2 separate regions of the Hordeum vulgare genome follow, and region 2 is linked to region 1. Evidence: chromatin contacts called from public Hi-C data. All regions are on one chromosome and are shown on one strand. The core of a region is the stretch at or near the end of the contact, and the rest is flanking DNA. Distances in the headings are between cores, read along the strand shown.

The links. A called contact is a pair of places that touch in the nucleus more often than the background predicts.
Region 2: a Hi-C map of leaf shows a contact between it and region 1, with 6 times the contacts expected there. The contact joins two enhancer-like sites. A contact is called at or near these places in 3 of 6 Hi-C or Micro-C datasets (leaf and seedling).

What each region holds. Positions count from the first base shown.
Region 1 is chr4H:120,876,454-120,880,095 of MorexV3_pseudomolecules_assembly, reverse strand. No RefSeq gene overlaps it. Among protein-coding and RNA genes, the nearest start is that of LOC123446230, 200 kb to the left of the region's middle. Within about 2 kb of position 1,890, at least 2 of the 3 cell types and tissues checked have open chromatin away from gene starts, as enhancers often do. A contact at or near this core is called in leaf, where this site is marked.
Region 2 is chr4H:121,098,002-121,101,643 of MorexV3_pseudomolecules_assembly, reverse strand. No RefSeq gene overlaps it. Among protein-coding and RNA genes, the nearest start is that of LOC123446231, 14 kb to the left of the region's middle. Within about 2 kb of position 1,588, at least 1 of the 3 cell types and tissues checked has open chromatin away from gene starts, as enhancers often do. A contact at or near this core is called in leaf, where this site is marked.

The DNA.
Region 1 (3,642 bases), core at 641-3,140:
AAATTAGTGCTCTCGCAGGAAGTTGAACACAAGACCTCCAGGGCCGGTCCTGAGATTTCGGGGGTCCGGGACGAAACAAAAATTTAGGGCCCCATAGTATAAATAAATAGTATAGATTGACGAAATAAATAGCAAAAAAAATGAGACACAATTTTTTTACGTGGAAAACCCAATTTGCTGGATCATAAATATCCACATGAACTGGTTCTTCATCAATAGTAGCAGATTCCGTGGGAGATGAATTATGGTCATGATCACTCACATTGTTATCGTCCGCGTCGATGTCAACATTGTCTTCTGTATGGATATCATCTTCTAGATCCACATTACTTGGTTCTCCCACAAAAACTAACGCCAACTCATCTGGATTTTTTGAAGTGGATGGGTTACTCTTAAAATACTTAGGAAGAAATCCTCTTTGTGAATCTACCAAATTTTGATTTGCTTTCCTCTTTTTTCTTTTAGCAGCATCTGATTTAGGCTTCATAATAATTCTGAAAATAAATAAATACGAATCAAAATTAGGGCATAAACTACCTAAAAAATAAAAACGAATCACTAGAAGTAATCACAGGGACGAATCACTAAAATAAAAATATCATCTTCAAAATGTTCTGCAACTTTTCTGATTTCCCGGTCTAGATCTGGATGCAACTCCTGCAAACTAGTGTCTAGCTATTTCCTGTTTGTATCTCTCAGCAGAAGGGACACACATGGCCTGGGGACGCACCACCGCCACGGACTGACCAGGCCCTGCTTGGGACTGACGAACGCCACGGGGGAAGTTGCCGTCGAGGAGCGCTGGATCTCCTGCTGTGCGTTCGTGGCTTCGTGCGTCGGTGCGTCGCTAGGGAATAGGGATGAGGGATCTCGATCGCCGCCGCCGTGCAGGGAGACGAGAGTCGAGAGAGCCAGAGAACGCACGATCAATCCATCCTGTCGTGGTGATAAGAGCTCCGCTCCAGCCCATTTTGTGATTTGTCTTGTCTCTTGGGCCACAGAATAGGCCTGGTTTCTATTTTTTTCTATATTAATTATAATACTTATTAGTAAGTTAGTATACGTATATATGCAGGGGGCCCTCAAAAAATTTGGGCCCGTCCGGCCGCCCCGCGGACCCCCCCCCTCGGGCCGGCCCTGTCGGCGCGTCGCTAGGAAATAGGGATGAGGGATCTCGATCGCCTTCGCCGTGCAGGGAGACGAGAGTCGAGAGAGCCAGAGAACGCACGATCAATCCATCCTGTCGTGGTGATAAGAGCTCCGCTCCAGCCCATTTATGATTTGTCTTGTCTCTTGGCCATAGAATAGGCTTGGTTTCTAATTTTTTTTCTATATTAATTATAATACTTATTAGTAAGTTAGTATACGTATATATGCAGGGGGCCCTCAAAAATTTTGGGCCCCGTGCGGCCGCCCCCGCGGACCCCCAGGGCCGGCCCTGAAGACCTTACACTCTTAGATGCAGCGGCATACCAATGCAGCAAGCAAGCATATTGATGAACATTTTAAATCCCTGGGCTACTTTAAATCTACAAACTCTTTTCAGCTACATTTTTTTATGAAAAACTATAAGAAAAATACGTTTTGTATTTTTTAACACAAGACCTTACACTCTCACACGCAGCGGCATACGAATGCACCAAGCAAGCATCCGTTATTAATGAACATTTTAAATCCATGAACTTTATTTTAAATCCACAAACTTTTTCAGTTTCATTTTTTATGAAAATAAAATAAGCAAAATATGGTTCGTCTTTTGTTGTGAGACCGCAAGCGACGGTAGCAAAAAGCCTAGAAAACTCAAATGTGCATGCGAGCACGAGACCTCCTGGGAGCTCCTATCTACCACATTATGCACCAAATACCAGAGCTGGACGCACACTCAAAAAGGCACCTGGGCCGGCCCAACAGCAGGACCGCAGTTTGCAAAATTCCAAAATTTAGTGCTCTTGCTGTTAGTCGAACACAAAACCTAACACGCAGCAGCATACCAATGCACCAAGCAAGCATCCTTTATCAATGAGTAGCGCGGCACTTTAGAAACTAGGGATATCCATAGATTTCAAAGATTTCTCAAATATCAAACGAGTTTTTTTGTGAAACAACTGAATACTTTTTGAAACGCGAACATTTTTCAACGCCGTGAGCAAAAAGTTGAAAACATGAGCAATCTGGAAAATTGGAACACATTTTCAAATTTTTGAAAATGAGAAAAAAAATCATGATTTTTTTGAAACTCTGAACCTTCAAAAAACACAAACATATTTTAAAATTGCAAAGAATTTTCGAGAAACATGATTTTTTTTATACTTTGCCATTTAAAAAATGTGAACAAAATTCAAAATTCCAAATACTCCGGAAAATATGAACAATTTTGGAAATTTCGAACATTTTCTGAACATGTGAACAAATTTTGAAAGATGAGAACAAAAAACATTACCAAATTTTTTGATTGCATGAATAAATATTGAAGCTGTGAACATTTTTGCAAACATGTAAATTTTTTAAAATCTACACAATATTTGGAAAAAATAATAAAAATTTCGAAACTTCAAACTTTTTGGAAACCATGAATAAATTTCAAAAATTTGAACTTTTGGAAAATGAACATTTTTTAAAACATGAAGAAAATTTTATGTTTTTGAAAAATACACATTAAATAAAATGTTTGAGTATGTTAAACATCTTTGAAATTTGCGATTTTTTTAGAAAAAGCAAACATGAAAAATACGAACTTGAAAAAGAGACAAAAAACAAAAAGAACAAAATTATTAAAAAATCAAGAAGAAAGAAACCAAAAAATGAAAAAGAAAACACACTAAATAAAATAACTAAACCGGTACAAAAGAAACCGGTTCAGGGAAGGTTCCCAAAACCTGCTAGATTGCTATGGTGGAGTGGACCGGTCCAATTCTCGCGTTTGAGGGATCGTGTGTGCGAAATTTGATCAATTTGATGCAGTAGGCGTTAAATATTATTTTACCTCATATTGATGAACAAGCTGGTAATACTTCTTATAGTGATTAAAATGTTCTTAAAGACACACTTTCATCATGATTCATTGACTTCATATTCATTGTCTTGATAACGTTATGTAGATGGACTAGAGCTAAGGTACTATTCTTATGTGAACAAACACCTACTTATAATTATACCCTCCACTAGGGACAAAGCCATGATTCTAACACATGGGGTCGGCATTTTATGTGCAGTGTGAATACTTTAAGATAAATTATGCGGAGACAATAGGATATGCGTTTTTACAATAGGCTATAGGTGGACGAACTATATCCTAGTCAAGTGAGGAAAATTGGTGTTGGTTATGAACAATTCCATTTTAATCAAAAGTTGCATGAAGCACTTCATGTAACTAAGTCTCTCTACATCGCCCACCCAGACTCGACATCGACCACGTTTTTCCGTACGGCTACCTCGATCACGACTACACCACTCTACGCTCTAGGCTATCTCGACATAGACACAAAGGGCTACCGCCTTGCTTGAACAACCTCGTCGATTTTCACTCCAACCACGACTTCCGTGGAACATCGACCGTTATAATTATGGGGGGATGTCCATAGTCTTACCTTTAGATTATTCTCCAGTCTCATCATATGCGTCGCCAAAGTTGTGATTGTGGGG
Region 2 (3,642 bases), core at 339-2,838, 220 kb before region 1:
ATCATGTTGTATTTTGTTTGTTTTATGTGTGCATTACCGAGTTACCTAATGACATCTCTCATTGCTCAAACAGTAGCATCCTGCATTTGACTTGCTATGTAATGATCAATGGTATTTCGGAGGATTCAGGGGTGTGAATAGCTAAAGGCCCCACTTCTATTTCTAGGTTATAATTATAAAGTATTTGTGCAAAGTGGTCATTTGTATCATAGCAGGTACATCTTTAAAAGAATCCAAATGAACGCTCGTTGTGTATCCTCTGATGCTTTATTGTGTCAATAAATCCGCCCTTTATCATCTTTTTTGCCAGGCGAAGTATATACATGTAAATTTTGGCTATTTTTGTTGATTATTTGTGTTGTGGTAGAAACAAAAGTAAATATGTTACCTTTTTGGCACAGGTTGTAAATTCTATTTTTTTAAATGAATTTAGACCCCCTCGGTTACTAGTTTTAAATACAAATTTAATGGTATGGTTTTTGGTTGTGAATATTTTTATATACAAATTCAATGGCATGTTTTGTTGACAGGTGCCCAAGTGGTGGGGTTGTACATCCAATTCCCTGGCCAAGTGAGGCTAAATAAAATTTGAAAAGAGGGAGTGAGTCAAGACAATAGTTTAGGGGATAAAATTTGACCTTTTTCTTTTTAGCAAGCTTTGCAGTTATCTTCGATTTATGCATCTCCTTTTACACTATGCTATCATTCATACAGATATATGTGACGTCCAGCAACTCGAAGCAGTTACTGGTACAAGTACTGTACCCTGTAATTTGCTACCTTTCTGTCAGTCAGAAATATCTGTGTGCACTGATATGCTGCAACTTGTTGCTCCCTGTACACTTATAGACTAATCCTCTGAGTTTGAAAACATTTGTTGGAGAATGGTATCCATCACATTCTTGCAACAATAAGATGCAAGTAACAGGTGGTAAGTCTCAACTGAAGGCTGAGGGCATTGCCAGTGGTGCCTTTGGGTCAAGTCCTCAACTACAAAAGAGTTGGCTGGCTGAGGTGGTCCTTGTGGTGTTGATTTGGTTAGTGGTTGGGAGGTAAGCAGCTAACTCTGTAGGCTGATCCTATTGTACACTAGTACTTTCATGTGAACTGAGATATGAACAAGTTAAAGCACTGTTTAGGGGTGTCCTTTTTGTGACCACCTTTTGAGCCATTAGCGCTGGTTGTTCACTTGCTAGTAATGTATACCTCAGGCTCTTTAATTTTGTATCAGCAGCTGCGTATGGTCTACACAGCTGGTTCCAGTCTTGCTTTTCAATAGATGAAGTATTTTATTCCTCTCACTGGAAATCCTTTATTTTTCTCCAAGTAATTAGTGCTTCAGTTGCAGATTAAATAAATATGTAATACTCCCTCCGATCCAAAATAAGTGTCGCAGTCAGTTTTAAACTGGTGCTAGTTCAAAACTGTGACACTTTTTATGGATCGGAGGTAGTACGTATTATTTAAGCATTCAAGTGTTGATACTCACTAGTTTTAACTCTCTGGCAGACATTGTTACATCTGTCTGTCAACAGGCATCCTTTTAGCACCACCTAATTAAGTCATCTACTGTCATGTCCCTGTGTTATGTTTCCTCCATATGTCACCTTTAATCCAAGGCAAAATCTGGACCAGCGAGTACCTATTGCACTAATGGGTGATTAGTACACTGAAAGAGATATTTGGAAATTGGAATTCTAAAGCGAATACTAGTCGGAGCAGAACGGTAATTTCTTGAATGAATTAGGTGACTGTAATTTGTTGAATAACCATGCAGGTTACTTTAATTAGTGTTTCCACTTTCCCATGATTAAATGGTTCAGTTTTAATTATTGACTCATCAGATTTTAAATATGGTAGTAAGAAGTTGCAACAGCGCTATGTGGCATTTGCATAAATTCCTTGATTTTCTAGCATAGCAGGCGCTGGGGACTTGTCAAACAAGAGCTTAGTTTCCGTAGAAGTATACAAAGTTATATGAGATACTTTTTTTTGACGCGTTATATGAGATAGTTCTTTGGTTGGCATAATAAACCAAACCATTTTACTGATAATTTTTGTATGGGAAAACTGATAAAAAGTACTCCCTCCGTCCCAATATAAGTGACTAAACTTTATACTAACTTTAATATAAAGTTGAGACACTTTTGAGTCACTTATTTTGGGACGGAAGGAGTATTTAAAAGAACTGGAAAGTGAAGTTTCCTCCGGTCAATGGCAATTGTTTATGAATTCAAATTAGATTGATGCATGACACTTGTGTGTGCCTTCAGATCTCCCCTTAGTTCACACATCACCTGTCTATTAAAGAGCAATTAAATACTTGATGATGACATTATCCTTACACTACTATATGCCTCACCTTCAATGCATAATTGTATGCTTGCTCCTGAGGATACCCCTTAGGGTCCCCTCCACCCCCACACCCCCAAATTTCGTGAAGGAGATGGCAACTTATGTCTGTCAACCGATGACACAATACATAGTCTGAATATGTGCATAGTACAAATATATGCAGGCACACAAAGATCGATTACTTTTGATGTTATTTGAAATGGCAGGAAGTAACGAAATAAGAAAACATATTGCCATACGTGTTGATGAATGGTTAAAATGCTGTGCCCATCACCTCATCAGTTTGCTCCGCTTTTTTCTGGGGATGATCTTATTCAGAAATTCAGATTATTCCCATTTCCTCAACTGACAGTCTGACAATCAGTTCCACTGCAGCCACAACACAGATATACACAGAGACTCTTTCAAAAGTTTGGAACTGCTCTTCTAGTGCAAGTTTAAAACACTGACTTTGTTTTATGTTCCTGCAGGAAATGAACTGATTCCTGTGAAATTCCTATGTTGGAAACAGTCCCTTACTGTTAGGGATGCAAAGCGGTGCCCGATTTTGCCCGCTTCTAGCTTTCCAGCATCTAAATCGTTAGGAGAGTTTGAAGCTGTTGGTGTATTCCAAAGTCCAAACTAATTCATCGAGCCTAGCGCGGCCGGCACCTGCATCCTTACTTACTGTAGAGCCAAAAAGGTTTCCTGGAAGGGTCAATGTAGCTTGTTCATGTGCTCCACTCAGGTAACATAAATCGATCTTTCGTACTTGATTGCTAGCTGCTGGTTGGTTGTCCAGTCCTGGCACCCCGTTGGCACTCTTAAACTACACGTGCACCAGTAGCCTTAGGCCCCATCCTGTACCGTGAATGATGGCTACATCAAATCAAGACGTATACCTCTACTTGATTCTTATCATGTTATGAAGTCTGGTGATCATCTTTGGTTTAGATAATTTAAATACAGTAACATACCAATAAAAACATGATTAATAGTATAGCCAACTGCTGGTTATGAGTTGTGATGTCATATATAGTCGACCCAATAATTAACACGTATAATAACAAGTTGTTAAAAAGTACTACTTTATTAATACATAACCCATCTTACATTCTCACAATGTTTTTTGGAGCCTGTGTTACAGCCGATTAATCTGCAACCCGATTCCCTTCTCTCTCCTTTTCTCTCTCATCTAACTCAGCAAAAATATAATACTTTAATCCTTACAGCCGGCTGACCGTACCTTAGAGCAAGTACAATAAGGTACAGTCAGCAGGCTGTAAGGATTAAAATACTATATTTTTG